Regions from separate parts of the Triticum aestivum genome. Here all the other regions are linked to region 2. Evidence: chromatin contacts called from public Hi-C data. All regions are on one chromosome and are shown on one strand. The core of a region is the stretch at or near the end of the contact, and the rest is flanking DNA. Distances in the headings are between cores, read along the strand shown. Region 1 holds the start of LOC123188066 (probable WRKY transcription factor 3). Region 2 holds the start of LOC123188064 (probable mitochondrial saccharopine dehydrogenase-like oxidoreductase At5g39410). Region 3 holds the start of LOC123188065 (eukaryotic translation initiation factor 5A-2).

Region 1 (2,704 bases), core at 149-2,648, 410 kb after region 2:
AACAAAATCAGCACCCCAAATTGCTTTCATTTTGGAGCATCGTTTTTGTCTTTTTGCCACGACTTCCACGAATGTCATTCCTTGATGAAACTTGACAATCACTCAAAACACTGGTCAATGTACAATTGTTTCATATTTTACTGTTCATGCTATGATCGTATGAGCTTAAACTGAGATGAGGACTTTCCAACATTTTTTTCATGAATGCAAATGATATGCATATATAGGTGATGTTTTTTTGAACATTTTGATATCTTATTTTCCTTTTCTAAGTTAGTATGAATTTGTTATGAAGTTTTTAAAGTGATGGTCAACCGGTTAAAGGGAAAAGGCATAGTGGAACACAACTAGGGGCATAAAATTTATTATCCCAAAGGAAAACAACTTCTAAGAAAAAGTTGATATCACATTCTAGATACATCCTTAGGTGCCCCTTATCACCGAACATGTGTACCGTTAACGGATGACACACTTGGAATGACGATCAATCACGTTACAGTCACGTCTTCAACAAGAACGAGGGCGGATGACACACTATGTGCGGCGTGCGTCTCGCAAACTAAACACTTAAGGCATTGCGTCTCTGTCTCCACAACAGATAATCAAAGTGCCAAAGCACATAATACCTTCATCACAACAGATAAAATACCTGAAATTTAACTTGCACGGACACCTGGCTCAATCTGTTGGTTTGGCTTGCCATGTTTAGAACGAACGGACAAATATCTCCGCTACGGTTTCGGAAAATATCCGAGTTTCGCTTCCGTTTAGGGTTTATAAATATGTTCGACCAGATTTTGCACAAAGCACATGCAAATAAAAAAAAAGAAATAGACGTGCACGGTAGTGATGTACAACTCCTAAGAAAAAGCTGATATAACACTTCGCGCACATCCTTACGAGCCCCTTATCGCCGAACGCGTCTACAGTTAGCGGATGACACATTTGAAATGACAACCAATCACGTTACAATCACGTCTCCAACGAAAGCAAGGGCGGATGACACACTACGTGCGGCGTACGTCTCTCAAACTGAACACCAAGGGATTGCGTCTCTGCCTCCACAGCAGATAATCAAAGTGCCAAAGCACATAATACCATCATCATATAACAGATAGAATACCTGAAATTTAACTTGCACGGGACGGGTACCTGGGTCAGTCTGTTAAGGTCCGGCTTGCCATGTTTAGAACGAATGGGCAAATGCCTCCGCCACGGTTTCCGAAAATATCTGAGTCTCGCTTCCGTTTGCGGGCGGGAGCGACGGATCCGCGGGCTCCCCCCTCCCTTGACGTGGCACGAGCCACCAATCATTCAGCTCCCTCCTTGCGATTCTTGTTGCCTCGCCCACTCGCGCCTCCCGTCCCGTCCCGGGGAATAAATACCCAGCGTCCCACTTGGCAACCAATCCGACAGCAGAAAGCACCCACCCCCTCCCTCCTTCCCTCCAGCCCACTCGCTCGTCGCCGACGCGCGCGTACGCTACGCTCCTCTACTCACCCATGGCGGCGGGGCAGTGGTCAGGCATCGGCGACGGCGGCGGCCTCTGGGCCCCGCCCGCGCTCGACGGCCTCTTCCCCGACGAGCAGCCGCCGCTGGCCGCGTCGGCGCTCGGCTTCTTCGGGGGACCCCTATCCCTCGCGCAGCTCCCTTCCCCTCCGCCGCTCCTCGGGTACCCCCAGGTACCGACGGCCGATCCCATCTCAGCTCCCTCCCCCCTTAATCCCACGCTCGCTGCCGCTGTCCTGTTTGATTGATTATTAATTAACACTACGTAACTATCTGTCCTAGCTCGACGTACTACCAATTGCAGTAATAATTACTATACCACCAGTCCACCAGTATAGTACTGAATCGGCATGAACAGGGTAGATTTCCCTTCTATTGTTTCTGTTGCCAACCCAGCTCCCTCCGCGTTGCTATTTTTAGGCCGCGGGATCGGAATTTCCGCGGCCTGCGGCCCCGTGCTCCTTGGAATTATTGGCCCTGGGCGCCCCAGCCGGAAGGGGACCAGCTTCTCCAGGGACGAATGGCCTGCATTGCACGTGCGTCAAGTTAATCGCGGGTCGGCCTCGGCCCGTGGATTGGTAACTGTCAAGGGCGCCGATGTGCGCCTTCTGCCTGCCGACAGCTGCACATGACGTGCTGGGCGTCCCCATTTTTTTCACGTGCTACCAGGTCGAATTATATGTAGATAAGTAAACATCGCAATCGACAAGGACAGCCAGTGGGCGGGCGATCTTTCCAAGAACCTGATGTTTCTTAGATGGTGGATTAGATTTGTGATTGTTAGACTGTATTTACATGTGTATATTGTAACGTTGTATACCACCTCATTATATATATATGTGATAGGCCACCCCTAAAGGGTTGTGCTGGTTCCCCTCAAAACCTATTGTCTTACGTGGTATCACGCTAGGTTACGTCCGCTTCCGCCTAAAAACCCTAAACCGCCGCCGCCGCCGCCGCCGCCACCGCCGCCGCCGTCGCGCCCGCCGTCGCCGTCGCCCGACTGCTATGACGTCCGCCGCTGCGTCCGGCTCCACCGCCACCGGTTTTCTGCCGGCCTCCCTCGCGGCACTTCTCTCGAGGCCGCTGGATGCCGCCTCCCTTCAGGCGCCGATCGGGACACGGAGCGTCGGCTCCCTCTTCGCGTTCCCGCCGGCTGCTACTTCGCCCGGGCAGGCGCTTGTGGCCCACACCA
Region 2 (2,700 bases), core at 197-2,696:
AACTGGATTTTATAATAAAGAAAGTGCCAGTTTTATGATAACTAACAGAGCAATGCTATTCCTACGCACAGATTATACAAAAAAACATTACGTTCTGGTTCAATCTGCCGATGGTTAGCTATAACCGTGGGGTAGTTACAATTCAAAAAGAACTAGTACGTACAGTTTTCGCAAAAGTCTTGTGTAGAAATAGGATTTTCGTAGGTGCAAAGACAAGGATCAGGGATCTGGCCCAACAAAGCTATCAATTAGCAGTGTTACGGTATGTTCGTTCATCATGAAAGTCAGGATAAGGAAAGACATAATTCCTCCTTCTAATTGAATTTATTAGTTTCTACGGGTTTGCTAAAGCACATCTAGATGTGCCATAAGTATTGCACATATAAGTTCTATGTCATTGATTGTACGCGGAGATTTGTGCGGGTATTTTCTCTTTTCTTTTTCCTTCTCTTTTTATGTTGATAGAGTCACTTAGATGTGCACTAACTAGAGCACATCTAGATGTGCCCCAGCTTCTAGTTTCATCCCTATGATGGGGTACTGTTAATCCCCTCATGAATCACTACCATCCAAGCAGATTGCTGTGATGAAATAAGTAAATCAATTCCGAAACTGCAATGTAAGAAATGTAGTAACTCACCTTGGGCTTTGCCGGCCTTGGCCTGGACCGGCGCAGTGCCTGCAGCTCGCTGGCGTTGGCCACGCCGAGAACGGCCGACTGAAACGTGCCGAAGTTCCCGACGATCTTCCTGTCCGACTCCAGGTTGACGTAGGCGACCACGCTCAGCGGCGCGGAGGGCGGCTTCCACTGCCTGGAGTTGAACAAGAACCCGAGCTCCGCGGGGATGGAGTCAAACCCGCAGGCGGAGACAATCAGCGACCCGTTCCTGGCGGCGACCTCGTGGAGGTCGGCCTCGACGCGCTCCATGAACTCGGGCTCGCCGGAGATGTCGAGGCAGTCGGCCCCCGCCTCGGCGCAGGCCGCGGCCACCTGGCGGCCGTGGAGGCGGAAGGGCCCAGCGCAGGAGAGCAGGACGCGCGCCCGCGCGGCGACCGCGGCGAGGGAGGCCGGGTCGGAGGCGTCGGCGAAGAGGATGGGGACGTCGGGGGCGGGCCCCGGCGCGGCCGCCCAGCGAAGCGCGGCGGCGACGCGGTCCCGGCTACGGCCGGCGAGCGCGAGGGTGCGGAGTGGGGAGGAGTTGGGGGGCAGGAACTTGAGCGCCTCGCGGATGACGTACTTGCCGGTGAAGCCCGAGGCCCCGAAGATGACGACGTCGAACACCTCCGGCCCCGGCGGCACCGGCGCCGCCATGGGAGAGGGGGTTTGGGCTCTCGCTCGGGTGCGGCGCGTTGGAGTTGGACTGAGAACTGGTGCGAGGCGGCTTGGCTTGGCTTCTCCTGCTCGGTGCGACCGCTTTTGACGTTGCTGTGGGAAGGGACGCCGTCACGTTTTCAAGCCTGATCTCGCAGCGTTTTGTTGTGCGTAGCTTGCAGGTAGGTGGCTGTTCGCTGCTGGTAATTTGCATGCAATGCGCAGTTGGTTTGCTAGCAGGTGTGGAGCTCGATCTGAAAAAAAGCAGGTGTGGTGTTGCTCGAGCATCAGTCACAATAAGAATATTAGGCCAACTCCATCGCACGACCCCAAATGAACGTCCGCTTCTGTCTTTTGGACGTCCGTTAGAGTGCGATTTGGCGGACGTCCACCTCCGGACAAGCGCTTGGAGCATCCGCGCCCAACGCGTACGAGCCGTCCTGACCTCAAACGGATACGCCCCGTCCCGATCTCCTCCGCCCCGTGCCGAGCTTCTCCGCCTCGTCGCCGTTCCGCCCCGCCCTCATCAGCTCCTTCGTCGCGGCCGCTCTGCCCCGCCTCGCCGCTGCCGCGCCAGCGTAGCAGCTCGCCGCCGTCGCCCCGACCCACCTCGCCGGCACCCTCAGTCGCGCCCTCGCCGGTCCTGGTTGCATCTCCAGCTGCGGCCCGTTCATGGGCTGCCGTCCCGTCGCCCTCCAGCGCGGGGCGCGTCCAGGGGAGCGTGGCGATGTGCAGGGCCGCGTGAAATGTGCGTCCCCACCCCGAGCTCCTCTGCCTCGCCGCCGTCCCGCCCCGTCCTCAGCTCCTCCGTCGTGGCCACCCCGCCACGCCTCGCCGCTGCGGCGTCACGCCTGCGCAGCCACGCCACGGAGCTGGTGCTAGCACGCCGCTGCGCACGCGCTAGTTTAGCTAGCTAGCTACCACCCAGCTGCTGATGCACACGCACTAGTATTAGCTAGCTAGCTAACTAGCATCCAGCTTCTGTTGCGCGCGGCGGCGGGCGCGGGGCGGGCGACTGCGGACGTGGCGGTGGGCGACGGCGGACATAGCGGCGGGCACGGGGCGCGTAGTGGCGGATGCGGCGGCGGCGGGTGGCGGGCAGCCGACGGGGGAGCAACAAGAGCAACAAGGTCGCGAGTGGCTCGGTGTGGGTCGCTGACCTGTGGGCCAGTGGTGGACATGAGCAGACGAGAGGAAGCGAGGAGATCGTTCGTTTTTGTCCGTCCAGGCACATTCATGGCCCAAGTTTGGTCTGGATTTAGAGTCAGGCTGGACTGAAAAGGACGCTAACGGACAACTTTGTCCGTTTGGATGCTCCCGTTGGACCATGTTTTATCCCAAACGAACAACTCTGGACGATTTGAGGTCGTGTGGTGGAGTTGGCCTTA
Region 3 (2,700 bases), core at 163-2,662, 280 kb after region 2:
ACCAGGTAGTACAATCCAATAGTAAAAGTAGGAATTTGCACGGGTGCAATCCGCGTTCATTTTTAACTGGACGCTCATCACCTACCCAACTTGATCCAAGATGCATGGGCCCACTTTGTTAAGAGGAAATATCGGTGTCTATAGAACAAATAGCAGTAGGCTGCTATTCATCGTGAATCCCACAAACTCCCAGCCGCTAGATTTAGAAGACTAACGATAAAGATTGATGTTTGAGTTCCATCAAAACTAATACGCTTTATAACAGTATAGATATAACCTGGGAACTGGTGGTGGTGGTGAGTTCATTTCGCACTCCACCCCAACTTATGTAGAACCCACCAGACCCATCCAGTTTGGAAGATTTAACTCTCCACTCCACCTCATTCTCCTTAGTCCCTATCCATATAGAACCCATCAGACTCCTTTGATTTGAGTTTACTCCCTACTCCATCCCAACCCCTCTTATCCATTTAGAACACATCATGCCCCTTAGGTTTCCCCATAAAACCGTAAATAATGCAGTTAGGAAGCTTTGATCCTCACACATGCCTCTACACCCATAACGATAAAACAAGCAGGTTGAGTAAGTATTTTGTAAGTATATGTCAGTGGGTAGTTCTTTTATCATGGCACAACCGAACGAGGCAACCCATCAAGTACAAATAATTCCTGTCATGGCTTCTCCCCAATATGCATCCACCAGTCGCCACTCTTTCCCAACCCCTCTCCACCGGCCGCCCCTTGTCCTAATCAATCTAGCTATGGTTTTGCCGCCACAAATCGGTGCTCGCAAATGCAGTGTTGCCTGCTTGCTTGAGTTTCTCTTTCCGGTGTTATAAGTGCATTGATTGTAATATATACTACTATCAAATTTATTTTAACTAATTTTGTGGTTTGTACTGCGGAAAGCATTATGCTAGTGCAGTTAATTTTAGGGTTTTCATAACCAGCAAACATTCTCTGGAAGGGCATGACACAACAAACTGTTTTATGACAGTTTACGTAGTCGTAAGTTTTTTTGTCAGGCTTTGCCGTGCTTGGCAAAGGAATTTTTCATCCTCACGACAACATAAATAGTGATAAAACATTCATTTTGCCATGCCCTCCGAAGGGAAGCGCTCAGCCAAATAACAATTCCCATTCTTTTTAACCACGTATGTGAATACGCAATCCAACGCAACAATCATCCCAATCTGAGTAGTGCACTCTGACGTCCTCCCAAGGAATCCCTATCCTATCGGAATTAGATATTTGACTTGAGTTTTCTGATCACCGATCAGCGAAAAGAAGCCATAAAAAGGGAGAAGAAAAGCAGAGAAAAGAACAGAGAGGAAGATGCTCGAGCCGCCTCATGGCGTGGTTCGAACGCGAAGATATTCCTGCCTTCCGCAGCCGTACACCTGTAGCCATCCCTCGACCAAACCGACGGCTCCGATCTCTCCACCTCTTCACAAAAGTCCTCTTCCACCGAGACGCGGGCCCTCACCATCTCCAACCCCACCGTCATCCTCAGCAAAGGCAGGTAGGTAGGTGTGGCCGGAGCACGTGCTGTCAGTGCTATAAATGCGCTGGAACCCTAGGATTCGGCGCGAGCTTATCACTTATCATCATCAGCGCCCCTTCCTCCCTCCCTCCTCCTCCTCGCGCGTCCTGATCCATCATCCAGCCCAGGTGAATTCAGGGTATCGATTCAGTTCCGAATTTGGCCGAGCTTTCTTGATTTGGGAGCTTCGAAGCTTAATCTCGTTGCTCGTATTTGGTTTCTTGTTGTTAGCAGGTGATTAAGGTCGCCATGTCGGACTCCGAGGACCACCACTTCGAGTCCAAGGCCGATGCCGGGGCGTCCAAGACCTACCCTATGCAGGCCGGCGCCATCCGGAAGGGCGGCTTCCTCGTCATCAAGAACCGCCCCTGCAAGGTACGGATTTGCTTGCCTCGATCCCGGCTGGATGGTTGTGTGTGTGTGTGTGATCGCAATTCCGATGCTGCTCTTCATGGCCGCCGTACTATGTAGGAATACTGATGTTGCTATCTCCGGATGCTGCTATTTCTGTTTGAGAATGCTTGGGAGCTGTCGTCGGATGGTTCCGTTTCGTATCAGTGTGGATTGACTTGTTGACATATCGGTGGTGACCCCAGGGAAAAGGGTGGAGTTGTTATTTATAGGGGCGGGGAGCTATTTTGACCATGTTCGCCACTATCTGCCCTGCACTGTGCACGATTAATTAGGAGGGTCTTGAAACAGGGGAAGATGTACTATCCCCTTTCCTGTGATCCAAACAAAAATCATGTGATGGGATAACTTTTAAGAAACATGTTTTATTGTACAACCAAACTTGCTAACGTCCATTATTCCTGTAATCTTAATAATATTTTCCTAGTATTTTGCGGGGTAGAAATAGTTTGATAACCAAAACAAAAAAGGGATTTCCACTCAGGCTCTTTAAACTATATCTGTACAGTGGGTGATTTGGCTATTCCGTGTCAGAAAGTTAAGATTGTAATCGAAGTGTAAGGGGCACTGTCGACATGTTTGGATGGAATATGATGGAGATTTTAAGCTTCCTGCATGTGCATAGACCTAACTTCCGAAGGAAACAATACCTTTCTTTCTCAATCTATTGCCTTGACTTCTCCAAAGAAATCCTCGATCATAAATTTGGTCTGTTTCTTGTAATTTGTAAGGGACAATCAGTTAAT

Evidence for each region. A called contact is a pair of places that touch in the nucleus more often than the background predicts.
Region 1: a contact with region 2 is called in a Hi-C map of leaf, with 7 times the contacts expected there. The contact joins the promoter of LOC123188066 here to the promoter of LOC123188064 in region 2. A contact is called at or near these places in 3 of 5 Hi-C or Micro-C datasets (all in leaf).
Region 3: a contact with region 2 is called in a Hi-C map of leaf, with 4 times the contacts expected there. The contact joins the promoter of LOC123188065 here to the promoter of LOC123188064 in region 2. A contact is called at or near these places in 1 of 5 Hi-C or Micro-C datasets (leaf) and 1 of 1 datasets of contacts at active chromatin or transcription factors (leaf).

Annotation. Positions count from the first base shown.
Region 1 is chr2A:146,935,124-146,937,827 of IWGSC CS RefSeq v2.1, forward strand. It overlaps LOC123188066 (probable WRKY transcription factor 3), which reads left to right and starts at 1,399. Exons shown (of 4, transcript XM_044600101.1): 1 at 1,399-1,682. The coding sequence starts at 1,503.
Region 2 is chr2A:146,528,238-146,530,937 of IWGSC CS RefSeq v2.1, forward strand. LOC123188064 (probable mitochondrial saccharopine dehydrogenase-like oxidoreductase At5g39410) reads right to left here and starts at 1,447. Exons shown (of 2, transcript XM_044600092.1): 1 at 641-1,447. The coding sequence starts at 1,312.
Region 3 is chr2A:146,807,118-146,809,817 of IWGSC CS RefSeq v2.1, forward strand. LOC123188065 (eukaryotic translation initiation factor 5A-2) reads left to right here and starts at 1,413. Exons shown (of 6, transcript XM_044600099.1): 1 at 1,413-1,682; 2 at 1,778-1,918. The coding sequence starts at 1,793.